Linked DNA regions of Sus scrofa: region 2 is linked to region 1. The links are chromatin contacts, called in public HiChIP or PLAC-seq maps. All regions are on one chromosome and are shown on one strand. Each heading gives the region's core, a stretch centred on a gene start, on an enhancer-like site or on the middle of the called end of the contact. The rest is flanking DNA. Distances are from core to core; before and after follow the strand shown. Region 1 overlaps ADAMTS7 (A disintegrin and metalloproteinase with thrombospondin motifs 7). Region 2 holds the start of ADAMTS7 (A disintegrin and metalloproteinase with thrombospondin motifs 7).

What was found. HiChIP or PLAC-seq counts read pairs in DNA pulled down with a chosen protein or histone mark.
Region 2: an H3K27ac HiChIP or PLAC-seq map of skeletal muscle shows a contact between it and region 1. The contact joins the promoter of ADAMTS7 here to the enhancer-like site in region 1. A contact is called at or near these places in 1 of 5 promoter capture datasets (fetal skeletal muscle), 2 of 47 Hi-C or Micro-C datasets (embryonic fibroblasts and fibroblasts) and 2 of 2 datasets of contacts at active chromatin or transcription factors (alveolar macrophages and skeletal muscle).

What each region holds. Positions count from the first base shown.
Region 1 is chr7:47,925,712-47,933,051 of Sscrofa11.1, reverse strand. ADAMTS7 (A disintegrin and metalloproteinase with thrombospondin motifs 7) reads left to right here. Exons shown (of 24, transcript XM_021098839.1): 21 at 36-209; 22 at 291-437; 23 at 1,277-1,439; 24 at 3,631-7,340. The coding sequence ends at 3,788. TBC1D2B (TBC1 domain family member 2B) reads right to left here. Exons shown (of 13, transcript XM_021098841.1): 13 at 5,765-7,340. Among named protein-coding and RNA genes, the nearest start is that of ADAMTS7, 65 kb to the left of the region's middle. Within about 2 kb of position 2,626, at least 35 of the 83 cell types and tissues checked have an H3K27ac peak or open chromatin away from gene starts, as enhancers often do. A contact at or near this core is called in alveolar macrophages, embryonic fibroblasts, fetal skeletal muscle and 1 more, where this site is marked.
Region 2 is chr7:47,992,503-47,999,233 of Sscrofa11.1, reverse strand. ADAMTS7 (A disintegrin and metalloproteinase with thrombospondin motifs 7) reads left to right here and starts at 4,706. Exons shown (of 24, transcript XM_021098839.1): 1 at 4,706-5,096. The coding sequence starts at 4,997. It overlaps LOC110261542 (a long non-coding RNA gene), which reads right to left. Exons shown (of 3, transcript XR_002345766.1): 1 at 5,377-6,731.

The sequences.
Region 1 (7,340 bases), core at 1,377-3,876:
TCACGGGGTCCACACGCGTGACCCTTGGCCTTCAGTGCTCCCGCAGTTGTGGCGGGGGTTCTTCCACGCGGGACGTGCAGTGCGTGGACACGCGGGACTTCCGGCCACTGCGGCCCTTCCACTGCCAGCCGGGGCCTGCCAAGCCGCCTGCCCGCCGGCCCTGTGGGGCCCAGCCCTGCCTCAGCTGGTACACCTCTTCCTGGAGGGAGGTGAGGCCTGGGGCTCTGGGATGGGGGTGGGGGTGTCCTCAGACCCGGGCAGCGCCCACACCCCTTTCCCTGCCCTCCCAGTGTTCTGAGGCCTGCGGCGGGGGCGAGCAGCAGCGTTTGGTCACCTGCCCAGAGCCGGGCCTCTGCGAGGAAGCGCTAAGACCCAACAGCACACGACCCTGCAACACCCACCCCTGCACACAGTGGGTGGTGGGGCCCTGGGGCCAGGTGAGCAGGCAGGGTAGGAGGGGGGCACCTTTGTTCACCTGAGGAGTTGAGTGTGCACTGTGTGCCCGGCTCTCTGTGATCAGTGGGGTGACCAGTGGTGGCCCGACGAGGTCCCCACCCTGCTATGGCTGATGGCTGCCAAGGAGGCAGACTGAAAACAAGAGACGTGCGCCATGGTGTCGGGGAAGGTCTTCGGAGGAGGGGACTTTAGAGCGAGACCAAAGGGTCAGTGATGTGAGGGAGGGGTGTGCAGGGTCCTGGGGCAGGAGTGACAGGTGCTCAGGGGACTAAACAAAGAAAGGCCAGGCTGGCCAAGGGGGGATGAGTGTGGCCAGTGAGGCCTCGGGTGGGCAGGACCTCTTCCTGCCAGGCCTGTTTGGAGCTCACAGGTTTAGAAATCTCAGTCCTTGTCCCACTGGCTGCTGAGGGACCCCGGGAAGGCCGCTTTGGCAGGCCTTGGTCTTCTCATCTGTAAAACGGGGCTTCGAGGATTAAATTGAGTCATGTAACAAGGAACTTAGCACATGGCCTGGCACAATGTTGGGCACAGGTTAAATTTATCTTTAGGAGATTTTAAACAACATCAGACCCCAATTGGTAACACAAGGGCCTGACTCAGGATGGTGGGCCTCGTGTCCACTGCCCTGCAGCCCCTCCCAGACCTCTCAGGCATGTCCCGTCTTGTGGGGGGCTGGCAGCTTCCCCCCGTCCTTGGGCCCTCCTCCAGGTCAGGACTGACCTTCTAAGGAGCCCAGCCTCCTAGCGAAGGCAGTGGCTGCCCGGATGCCCCCCTGCAGGGCAGGCCAAGGGGAGGCTCACCCCTGCCCCGCTCCCTGCAGTGCTCAGCCCCCTGCGGTGGCGGCGTCCAGCGGCGCCTGGTCAAGTGCGTTAATACCCAGAGTGGGCTGCCCGAGGAAGACAGCGACCAGTGCGGCCACGAGGCCTGGCCCGAGAGCTCCCGGCCTTGTGGCATCCAGGACTGCGAGCTCACAGAGCTGCCACGTGAGTGCCCCGACGGCTCTCAGTGGGGAGATGGGGGTCCTCAGGCCATTGGGCACCAGCTGAGGGGGAGCCTCGGAGCAACTGGGGCTGTGCTGGGGTGGGGCCCCAGGGGAGTCGTCCCCCCGCGGGCAGCTTTGTTGAGTGCAGGGGAGGCATGGAGGTTGCAGCCTCAGCCCCTAGTCTGTGTGTGACCCCAGGCAAGCTCTTTTCCCTTCTGGTCTCAGTTACGCGCCTGCCCCCAGAATAAGGCTGGGATGTCCCTGAGACAGGGCCGCAGGCCGGGGTGAGCCCAGCCCAGGCTCTGGCCTGTCCGCTTCCTGGCCAGGGGAGGGCTGCCCGGAATGAGCAGAGGAGCCGCAGGAAAGGGCCTCCCTCCTGGGGTCCTGCGAGCTCCCAGCAGCGGGTGGCTTCCTGGCCAGCTGGGTCCTCCTGGAGGAAGAGCCTCTGCCAGAGGGGGCTCTGGACACACACACACACTTCCTTCCTGCAGCATAGCACCCCCGCTGGCCCCATCCAGCGGTGCTGAGCACAGAAACTGTGGTCCTGGAGTCACTCCTGGCCACCCCACATCCCTGTCCAGGCCGCCACTCTTAGAGTGTAAAGGCACAGACGACCCCTGTTCTCCTAAGTCAGGTCTTAAGGGGAAGGGCCCGGGACGTGCTCAGAGAAGGCTGGCTGCTTCCTTTCCCTCGTGGTCACCGCATCGCCCCTCATGAGGTTAGGAAGAGCGCCTCGAGCTACCTCTGAAAGTCATGAGAACCCAGCAGCTTCTGTGCTTATCACGTCTGACCCCTGCTCCTAGGACAAGGTCCCCCCAGGACAAGGTCCCCCCAGACTGGCTCCTTGGCAGTCCTTGGACAGGCCCAGCCTAGCTACTGCTGTGCTTTGCTGCCCATGCCACTGGCCAGTGTGGTCTTCCTGCCCAGGTCTCCTTACCTCGAGGCCCAGCAGAAATCCCACCCACCCTGAGCACCCTGCCCTCAGCATCCATCCACCGAGCGCCTCAGCGCCTCCCGCGCACAGCCTCAGGCTGGCTGCTGGTGCCCAGGTGAGGAGTCAGGGGCGGAGACCAGCCAAGGAAGTGACTGCATGTTGAGACCCTGGAGTCCCCAGGATGTTTTGATGCTCTGTGGGGCTGTGTGGCAGGACGTTTGGAAAGCCTGTTAACTCCAGGGTGTGTAGTCATCGTGCTGAGGCAGCGGACACAGCTTGGCCACATCCGTTGGCCTGTGGAGGTGGGGCTCTGGAGAGGTTAAGAAACTGGCCTGAGGTCACACAGCAGGAACAGGTCTGCAGCTGCGTATGTTAGAGCTGCTCCCCAGAGCCACAGTGGAGGAGCCAGCCTGCTGCCTTGTGCCCTCTGCTGGGACCCAGGAATGTCCCAGGGCTGCCAGTTGCCTTCCTGCTTCTCTTCCCCTGGGGTGTCAGCTGGAGTGAGCAGGGCCAGGCGGCAGCTGGGGGCTGTCAGAGGCGGCGGGCGCAAGGCCAGGAGGCTGGAAGCAAGCCGCGTCCCAAAATAGCTTTGATAAGCACAGGGCAGGAGAGCCTGCCAAGCCTCAGCCCCGGACAGGCACAGCCGGCCTGCAGCCTTCCTCTGGCCACCCTCAGGAGGCCTGGGTTCCGCTGATGGGCTCTATGGTCCAGGTCACACCTGCTCTCTCTGGGCCTCAGTGCTTGGCCTGGCTGATGAGACCTGGTATGTGACCCACAACTGAAGCTGAGTATCACCCATGTGGCTGCAGGGGGTCAGGGAGGCCTGACAGGTGCCTTTGGGCAGAGGGAGGTGGCAGGGCTGGAGGGCAGAGGCCGCTGTAGGCTGGCCTGAGGCACCTGGGACCTTAGTTGACATGTCAGGTTGCTGGAGCCTGCGGGGACAGAGAGGGGTGGCAGGCCCCTTGACTTCTCATGAGCACTTTCCTCTGGAAACCTGAGCCCAGCAGTGCCAGTGCTCCAGCCCTGAAGGTGGGGGCCAAGGCCAAGTGGGACAGACTAACAGCTGGAGATCTGCAACTCAGGTCCAGGGGAGCCCCTCTGGAAACAGCAGGCCGATGCTTCGGTGGTGGCTGCAGGTCCCCTTAAGGCTGCTGAGGGGCAAGGAGAGGGCCTTGGTCAAATCTCAGGGAAGCCATGCCACTTGGGTACAGGCAGGAACGGGGCTGTTCTGGTGTCTTGACCCTCCCTCTGCCCCCAGGCTGTGAGCGCGATCGCCTGTCGTTTGGTTTCTGCGAGACTCTGCGCCTGCTGGGCCGCTGCCAGCTGCCCACCGTCCGCTCCCAGTGCTGTCGCTCCTGCCCCCTGCCCGGCCACGGCGCCCCCTCCCGTGGCCATCAGCGGGTCGCCCGCCGCTGACCCACGGCCCAGCCCAGCCAGGATTCCCAGATCGACAGACACACAGACCTCAGCGCCCAGCACGGGCCGCGGCGGAGCCCCTGTCCCTCGCGCCCTCATGGTGCTAACCCGCCCCTGCCAGCGGCAGGCTGGGGACCCCTCCCCTCAGAAAAGGTATTTTTTTATTCTAACAGTTTGTGTAACAATTTATTATTATATTATTATTATACATAAACGAGCATCTACTGTTTTGAAGTGCAGCTTGGCTTCCTCTTGGGCGGGGGGATTTGAGGTCAGAAACTCCAGCTCTGCCGCAGCAGAGACACCGCCTTTTCATCTCCACCAGGGGGAGAGGGCGGCTGAGAAGCCCGCAGGACAGGGCCCTGGGGGCAGGAAGGCCCAAAGGGAAGGCCGAGGCCTTGTGAGCTGAGGGCTGCTTCCCAGACAGGTGTGCTCAGGGCCTCGGTGGGTTGGATGAGGGGTGGTGGGAAGCTTTTCTAGGCACTGGGAGCAGTTTTCAGAGGCCTGGGGGGATGGTCCCTACTCACCATCCTTCCACACCCCTTAACTTCATGCGCCCCACCCGGGGCCTTGGCGAGGAGGCTGGGGAAGGCCTGCCACTAGCTCCATAAAGTGGCCTGTGCAGGCTCCCTGGCCCTTACCTCTGGCCCTGTGCCTTGGACTTGACCGTTTTACCATGTCCTCCCAAGTTCTACTCCTGGACAGGGTTCGCCCCCTTCTCCAGATGGGGAAACACCACTCATGTTCTGTTCTCGGGTGTCGGCCACTCGCAGAGCGTGATGGGAACTGGTGGTCCTGGAGCTGAGTGTGGGGGGCATGAGGGCACTTGCCCTGGGCCCCATGGCTCCTCGTGGCTTGCTGTGTGTTCTGAGAGTGGGGTGGGGGTTGGGGGGACCCTGAAAATCACTCCTTGGGGACAGAGACCAAGAAATAGTATCAGAGGCTGAAGCAGTTGACAAGTGTCTCCCAGGACAGGACTGGAGTTAGAAAGGTGCTGTCTCTGATCCCACATCACACCCTATTTAGTCATGAGCACATTCTACGGGGCTGGAGTGAGTACCCTACTTTGAGATGAGAAGCCCAAGGCTCTGAGAGGGAGGGGTCTGGCCCAAAGCCATGCGCCCGGACCGTAGGCCTTGAGCGCCCACCTCCCGCTGTGACTAGGTGGGAAGGTGGCCCTGAGCAGCCCCAGGGTAAGTCTGCACAGAGAGTCCCAGCAGCACTGCACTGTCCGAGGGTGGAGGGGTGTCAGGCTTGCTTCCTGTCTGTGTTTGCAGCAGCCGGCTGGCCCAAGGAGGCCCTGGGGACCCATGCTCTGAGAAATGGCTTCCCAGAGCTTTCCAAGGTCACAAGCGCAACCCCTTACAAGGGACAGGAGCAGGGCCCCTGACCCACACAGCCAGCAGGGGCTACCAGTTCCAGCTATGCCATTGCTGTTGTGCTGTGACCTCAGGCATCCACAGCTTCCCCATCTCCTCCCTGCTCTGTCTGGGAGTCCTCACTGGCTCCCCCCACCGTCGTCACACTGCGGAAAGACACTGGGTCTTAATCATTCTCATGTGTTTTTCCAACAATAGGGGGTGAGGGGAGTGGTGTCCCCGGTGGCAGCTGGGCCTGAGCTGTCAGCCCAGGCAGGAGGCAAACAACCCATGACTCAGGCAGAGCTCGTCACAGCTGGTGGGAGGGGGGTGCCCGCCTCCCTGTGGCTGCTTCAGCTCCTGGCTCCCCGCCCACCCAGAGCCCCCAGCCCTCACCTGCAGCCTGGACATGGTCTCAGGGCCTCCCAGGGCTACCACTGCTGACAAAGGCACACTGTGTCCGTCCCCCCCCCCCCCCAGAGCAGCCAAGAACAGGGACGCAGAGACACCCAGCTGGAAGGTGGAGAGCGCCCCCCCCCAAAAAAGCCTGTCCCACCTCTGAGCCCTGGGGGCTGAGTCTCATCACAAGTTCTAGCTGCACTTCAAACCAGAACATTATACAAATTAGTAGTTTATTTTGCCTTTTAGTATGACAATTCCAAAATTTAACCTGAAGGTAAGCACAGAAGCTGCTGTGACAAGAAGGAAAGGGTCACTTGGCAATGCCCCGAGGCCTCCAGTGCCGCACCCAGCCTCCTGCCTGCGAGGACAGCCCCAGGCAGACCCAGCTGCCCAGCACGCAAGCAGGAAGGCAGCACTGTGCAAAGCGAGGAGGGATTTGTGCAATAATACAAACATTTAGTTAAACCCAGACTGGCTATTTGCCTGGAATACTTCCTATATCGATATAATGTAGTTGAAACCAGGATTGTTCCCAGCAATCAACAGTCTTGGCTGCTGCCGGACCGCTGTCAGCATGACTGCAAGTAGCCCACGGCTACCTGGGGTACGAAGTGGGCCCCCACACACAAAAGGGGACGTCAGTGACGGTCCAGCTAGAGGCCAGAGACTGCACAGAGGTGAAGCGCATTCCAGAGGCTCAGGTTTACATAAATACATATGAGGGAGTCGTGCACACAGAAGAATTTGTTATATAAAATAGACGTACATAATCTAGAAAACTTTGATAAAAATAGCCTATAAAAAAATAAACTGTAGTGAAAATATACAAAAGTAAAAAGTATTAACAAATGTTCAACCCATAAAAAACAAAAACCCACCAAGAGGAAAGCTGGAGGTGCCCACCTGGTGTGATGAGGGCGGCTCCCCTTGGGCATGGAGTGTGCATCTGGGAAGCAGGCTGTGGGCTGCAAGGCCCACCTTGCAGGGGCCCCGGGCTGAGGCAGCCCCTGTCAGAGGGCCCCCGACGGGCGCACGAAGGGTACCGAGCAGCTCGTTCCTCAGCGGCACAAGGGGAGGGGGAGCAAGCCCTACGGTTCTAGAGGAAGGAGTGGGCTCCATCCTATTCCCCCGAGTGGAGTAGGGCCAAGCATTCCCGCCCCCTGGACACCCAGTGCTTCATTCCAGAGGAGACCCTCCAGGAAAGCGTTCCTGGCCCCTTTCCTCCCCCATCTCTCCACTCACCCTTGCCAGCTGCCTGGTCACTGATAGTAATCGCCTGGGTAACACCCCACCACCACTCAGGGAATGGCCACACACTGGGCTCTAGCCATACACGGCAGGCTCCTGGGCCCAATTCAGGTGCGTTTAAGGCGGTTCTGTTCCTATGGGCAGCCGTTCAGCCCCCAGGACGTGGCAGTCCCAGGGGGAAAATCAACTTGGGAACTAAAGTCTCAAGGAAGATGGAGCTGATCTGTGGGACCCCAGCTCCACTCTTCCTGCACCTCCTGGGCTACTGTCCCCTAGGCTGACGGCAGCTGTGGGAGGTGGGCTGCAGCCCAGTGGTCCTGCGGGGGTCTGCGCATAGAAGTGAGGCTGCAACATCTGCCTTGGAGCGACCCAACTCCCAAGGCAGCTTCCTCCTGACAACCTCAGACAGCTACTCCCAGAGACCAAAACAATGAGAAAACACATTTCTGATATTCGAAAAGAGACTAAAGCTTTTGGCTACATATAGAGGCCAACTCCCTCTATACAGTGAAAAACCCAATTAACCAGCTTAACCAAACAGAAA
Region 2 (6,731 bases), core at 3,457-5,956, 64 kb before region 1:
CATTTCCCACACATCTATCTGTCTAACAGACAGAAACAACTCTCAGAGGAGGAACGGGGAAGAAACAGACCCTTTGATGCAAGGAAGCTGAAACGGGCAATCTGGAAGACAGGGGTGTGTAGTGATCAAGGACTCAGGTGCTGGGGTCTTTGGCAAACTACATACCCTCTCTGTGCTTCAGTTTCTCTATCCATAAATAAGGGTAATAATAATGTCTACTTCATGTTGGGAGGAGGATTACATGAGACACCACATGTAAAGCTTAAGTGCCAACCTGTGGGATACAGCATTCACTCCATGTCACAATTTGCCTCTGCCTAATCATCATTCTCATTGCCCAGGTGGCAGCGGGTGAGTCAGTGAATGCCATTGTAGGACCTTTGTCCCTGAGATGACTGATGGCTCTGAAATCTCCATGTGAGTAGCATCTGTGATGCCCGCGGTATTGTCTCTCATGGCGGTGTAAGGGCAGCCCCCCTTCTAAGGTTGGGTAGTCGGCAGGTGAAGGCCACAGTGCTTCAAAGTATAGGAATATATTGAGAGCATCCATATCTCCAGGGCTTCCAGAACAATGGCTCATCAGGCCCATGGCGGCAGCTCAGCAACTCATTCCAAGTCAATCATCTTGCACATTTCCAAGGCCAGCTCTTACTCAGCCCAGTTCCTACCTCAAGGCCAGCTCTTACTCAGCCCAGTTCCTTTTGGGCATCCCTCTTTAGCAGTCTGTACCTTCAATTAACATTTAAAATTATTTTTTGCACTTTTTGCAATTTACTAGGGTGGAAGGGACCCATCAAAAATAATGCCAAATTAATTTGTCAATACTTCTCTATCAAAGTTGCAAATGCACATGCCCTGGACAGCAATCCCAGATCCAGAACTTTATCTTGCAGAGAGAAATAGTCACATCAAGAGACTAGAACCAATCTAAAAACTTACCAGTAGGAGATGGGTATAATTGCATATAATCCAGTATCAACCATCCAACATTTATTTGAGTAATTGAAAATATATCCTGAACATGTATTATATGCCAGCTATTGTTCTAAGTGCCTAGGATACATTAGTGAGCAAAACAAAGATTTCCTTCCCCCTTGAGCTTAGTTCTGGTTTATGGGCCACATGCTAAGAAGCTATTGAAAGGCTGCAGCAGGTCCATAAGTAAGGATAGTGAAACATCTCCCAGCTCTATTGTTAAGTGAAAAAAGCCAGGTATAGAGTGTATATGTGCTACCATGTGTGTACAATGTAACTTCATGTTTGCTTTGAATTTTTCTAGAAGACCCAGGAGAAACTGAGATAGCAATGGCCCCTGGGAAGGAGCACTGACTAGGGGTCAGCTTTGGGAGGAAAGAGTTACTTTACTTGTAAATTTTGAATGTTTTTCCTGTGCTTGCCTTAACCAAAAACACAAAACAAAATATTAAAACAAAAGGCCTTTCACTCTGCCAAGTGCCTTCAAACTACTTAATCCTTCAGAGTTTCTCAACCTTGGCACTCTTGTCATGTGCGGCTGGATAATTCTTTGCTATTGCGGGGCTGGCCTGTCCATCGTAGGATGTTTAGCAGCATCTCTGGCCTCTCTACCCACCAGATGCCAGTAGCACCTTCCCCTAGTTGTGACAACTAACAAATGCCTCCAGACATTGCAAAATTCCATGGAGGCAAAATCACCCCTGGTTGAGAACCACTGCTCTAGAAACACTGTGAAATAGGGGAGTGGGAGGAGTTCCCTTTATGGCTCAGGGGAAATGAATCTGACTAGCATCCATGAGGACACAGGTTCGATCCCTGGCCTTGCTCAGTGGGTTGAGGATTCGGTGTTGCCGTGAGCTGTCGTGTAGGTTGAAGATGAGGCTTGGATCTGACATGGCTGTGGCTGTGGTGTAGGCCAGCAGCTGTAGCTGTGATTCTACACCTAGCCTGGGAACCTCCAGGTGTGGCCCTAAAAAAAAAGGAAAAATAGGGAAGTGGGAACCACTGTCTCCATTAGACAGATAAGAAAGTTGAGGCCCAAAGAAGTTGTATAGTGCTTTTTTTTTTCTTCTTTTTTTGCTACCCCACAGCATATGGCGTTTCCAGGCCAGGGACTGGGTCTAAGCCACAGTTGTGACCTACACTGAAGCTATGGCAGTGTTGGATCCTTTAGCCCCCTGTGCCAGGCTGGGGATAGAACCTGCATCCTGGTGCTGGAGAGACACCGCCAATCCCATTGCACCACAGTAGGAGCACTGGTTTTATAGTATATTAAAAAATTATATGCCTCCTTTTTTCATTGTCATATATTCATTCGTGATTTTAAATTCACAGTGCTCTACTGTACTCACTACTTTTTAAGGAATCGCAATATACAAGTGTATATATAGAAGCAGAATGAATCTAATTTCTTACTGAGTTTGATTAGTTTCTGGTAGTGTTTTAGCTAAGTTAAATCTCACTTGAGATGTTGGACTACATAGCATTAATAATCATTTAAAGAATAAAATAGGGAGTTCCCGTTAGGGCTCAGCAATAACTAATTTGACTAGTATCCATGAGGATTCGGGTTTGATCTCTGGCCTTGCTCAGTGGGTTGAGGATCCAGCGTTGCTGTGAACTCTGGTGTAGGTCGCAGATGTGGCTTGAATCTGGTATTGCTGTGGTATAGGCTGACAGCTGTAGCTCAGATTAGACCCCCTAGCCTGGGAACTTCCATTTGCCGCAAATGGGGCCCTAAAAAAAGTAAGTAAAAAAAAAAGATAAATAAATAATCTCTATCAGGGTTTGTGTGTGTATGGAGGGACTGTCTAATCAGATACCTGACATTCTTAACAATTATACCAAACATGTTGAAATATCAAATCTTTTGCTTTGTTCGAAATGGATGTTTTACCCCCAAAATTTGGAATTGGCTGGCCTTATTCTTCCAGCTGGATTATTATTTGTGTCATGAAGGCAGGACGAAACCGCCGTTCTTTTGTGTCCTGTGGTGTCCAGCCTGGTTCCCGAGGAGGTTTAAAATGAAGGCAGCCCAGCAGGGTATGGACAGAGGAAAAGCCAGGACCTGGGACACTAATGGAAACAGGTGCAGACTGTTGTCAGCTGATGGTCTGAAAACACAAACTTCCTAGGCGCCTTTCAGAAAAGCCTCTAATCTGTGCTTGGCCTTGGCAGCTCACCAGAGGAGTGAGGACAGTGGATCGCTGTGCTGGCCAGGGAGGGATGCGTGGCCCCTCCTCAGATCCTCTCCCTCTCTGGGGCTTACTGAGCTGGGGCTGGGATCCCCAAACAAAAAAAAGACATGGCCTGAGTATCTGGGGTGGGAGTTTGGGGGACAGGATGTGACCCTGTCACTGGTGGCAAGGCCCACTGCTGTTAGGGGTGGGGGAGAAGTGGAAGGTGGTTGGGTGGGGGCCAGGGGTTGAGCAGTGAGTGTAGCTGGGAAGGGAAGTAGGTGAACCAGGAGAGGCTGGTGAGTGGGGGACAAGAGGGAGATGACAAGAAACTGGAGAAAGAAAAATACATAGAGTGCTGGTGAAGGTTCAGGGAGGCTGGGCAAGACAGCAGGGCGTGGTCTGAGAGTGGAGCATCTGATCTTCCCATTTCAGAGCGGGCAGTTGGGCATGACATGGCCTAGGCTGTGACCGTGAGAGCTGGTGGCTAAGGTGGCGGGAAGGGTCATTGGAGGTGAGGAGGTCAAGGAATTGTGGAGCCATGGGACCTTCTGCATGGGACCCGCAGAAGGCTTGGGGTGAAGGACCCAGAAGGAAGCCTCCAGGAATGAGGGAAAGTGCATGTGCGATTGGACAGGGAGGAGGTATGTGGGCAGCAGGGGGCTACATAAAGGCTGTCCAGGGGAAGAAAGCCGGCCACCGGGTTTTAGGGAAGGAGAGGGGGCATCTTCCAGTTAGGACCGGGTTGAGTGAAGGCAGGAGGGAAAGAACAGGAGTATTCCTTGACGGGGGCGGGGGCTCCTGGGAGCACAGGGGGAAGGGAGCAGGAAGCCAGCCTCGGGGCTGGGGCCTTGGAAGGACAGATGGCCCGTGTTTGAGGCGGAGGATGTGAGGCTGGGGTTGGCCTGCCTCCAAGCTCCCAGGGGGCCCCTGCTGAGAGTGTGGGCTTCAGCCTGTGGGCCCAGCGGTGTGCTTCGCTCCAGGCAAACACACTTGGAAAGGAGTCTGGACGTGAGGAATTGTGGGACCTCGCCCTAAGTGGGAAATGGCCGCCCCTGGGGAAGTGTCTGGGCCACTTTCCCTGCTGGCTTTGGAGCAGAATCTACCTTGAGACCCGCAGCCCCTGTGGGCTCGGGTGTGAGACCCTGGACCCTCGGGAGGCCTCTGTGTCCCTTTTCCTTAGAGAGGCAGGCCTGCCTGGCCCAGGGAGCACACCGAGGGGCGCCTCCTCGAGCACAGTTTAGGGACGAGGCAGAAATTCTAGATTCATTGGAGGACCCTGGTGGGCTCCTGTCGAGAGCGCTCTGATGTCGGCAGGGCCCTGCTGGGCTCCACCGCCCGCCAGAGGGCGCCCTCGGCCCAGTGGGCGGCCGGGCGGCCGTCGGGGGGCGCCACTCGCTCCCGGCCGGCCGGACAGCTGAGCGGGTGGGCCGCCGGCATGCGCCCGGAGTGGCCCGCATGGGCGGTGCGAGGCCGGACCGGGCGGGACAGGGAGGGCCGGGCTGGGGGCGGGGGAAGGAGTCCGAGGGGCGGGGAGGGGCGGAGCGGGGGGCGGGCGGCTGCGCTCTCTCCCTCTCCCCCTCCCTCCCTGCCTCCCTTTCTTTCTTTCTCTCCTTCTCACTCTCTGGTCTTTGCCTCCGCAGCCGGCCGAGGGGGCGGGCCCTGCAGTCTTTGTTGCCCAAGGACCGTGCGCAGCCGCCCGCCGGACCAGAGTTCGGGCCCGGGAACCTAGAGCTGCACGCGGCTCGGGTATGTCCTGAGCCGGACCCAGGACCCGGCAGCGAGTGGACGGGACGGACGAGAGCGTGCGCGTGGGGTCGCCCAGCGGCCGCCCGGCCCCGGCCATGCTCGGTGGCCCGAGTCCCCGCAGCCCCACGCCGCTGCTGCGCCCCCTCCTCCTGCTCCTCAGCGCTCTGGCGCCCGGCGCCCACGGATCCGCACCAGGTGGGTGGCCGCCCCCACCACCGCCCCGGCCGGCCGGCCCTGCCGCCCTCCCTTGTTCCCCGAGCCTCGGTTTAGCCCCTTTTCACCTCTGCAGACCCCGCGCTCGCCGGCCTCTGCCTGGAGCTGTCGCGCCCCCCTCTCCCCTGGTGCGAGGGACCGGGGTGGGGCCAGGGCAGCGAAACGGCGCCGCCAGGGAGCCTTTCTCAGCCCCCGACTCCGCTACCCCCCTGCCTGCAGCCGAAATCAGTCTTTTACACTCTTCGGGCTCCAGATTCTCTACCTCGGGTGCAGCAGAGCGCGTCTGTCTCTCTCGATCTCTCGTCCGAGGGGCTGGACGGAGCGCGGCTCACACGCGATGGAGTCGGTTTCTCGCTCTCAGTGTGCCTCGTCTGGAAAGCAAGCTGACCGGGACGCTGCGGGCAGGGCGCGGGGTCGCAAGTCTACGCCGTCCCCCTCTGCGTCCCGGCCCCTGCCCACCGCCTCTGCGCTGCCTGCCCGGCCCTCGGCGGCTCCCCGGGGCCGGGTCTCGCGCGGCCCTTGCACTTCCTGCCTCCCCCTCCCCCAAGTGTGAAGGCGCCCGGAGTGGAGCGGGGAGAAGGAGCTTCTTTCCACGGCCCTGGGCTTGGCTCTCCCCGCCCCGCCCGGCCAGCCGGCCGGCCGGCCTCCGACGAGTCTCTGGCTCACGTCCAGAATCTTGCTCCGCCGCTGTCGGCTGGGCGGCGGAGCTCTTGTAGCGTCCGGAACGGCGGGCCTGGGAATTTAGGCTCAGAGGGTGTAGGGGACCCCTGGCCCAACGCTCAGGGATCTCCTGGTCTGATGGAGGCGGGCCGGATAATGGGGAGAGCCTTGCAGGCTTTGTGGGGACGGGGTAGGGGGGGGGCGCTGAGCTTGGAAGAACTGGAAAGATGGATGAACTTTGGATGGGCTGGAAGAGTGTGTGTAGGGGGGGGTCGGGGGATGGGGTGGCTGGATTTGGCCTGTTTGCTGGGCATCGGGGAGACCTGCCTCTCCAGCAGGGGGATTGTGGTTGTGAGGCCAGAAAAGCATATGGGTTGGAATGTACGGAATATTTAAACCAAATCTTAGAGGTTTGGGGAGCTGTTGAGGGAAGCAGCTGTTGAGAGCAGTGTTTTAGGGAGGGGGTTCACTGTATGTGTAGGAAATAGAGCAAACATTTAATAGACCTGTTTTGTGCCAGCCTCCGGAGTTCTTATTTCTCATCTCCACAGCAGCCCTTCAAGGTGGGTGGTACAAAATCCTTTTATGGGTGAGGGAACAGGTTCAGAAGGGAGAGTGACCTGCTAGTTTGGACTCCTGGGCTACCGGCGTGAAGCCTGTGTTTTCCCACTGTCCAGAGCTGAGGACCCATGGAGATGAACCAGGTGACTGGGATGAGAAAGCAGGAAAGTGCTTGTCCCAAGGAACTTCTCCTGAGCTTGATCTTGGGTCCAGGCCCCCTGGCAGCTGTGGGAGAAAGGTTGGGGGGAGTCCTCTGTGGTCGGGGTCCCTTTCACTTCCCCTGCAGGCCAGACCTATGTACAAGCTCATCCATGTGCTAAATGGGTATAATGGTGTCTACCTCAAAGGGATTTTGTGAGAATTAAGTGAAATGCTGAACGTGATCGCTTAGCACGG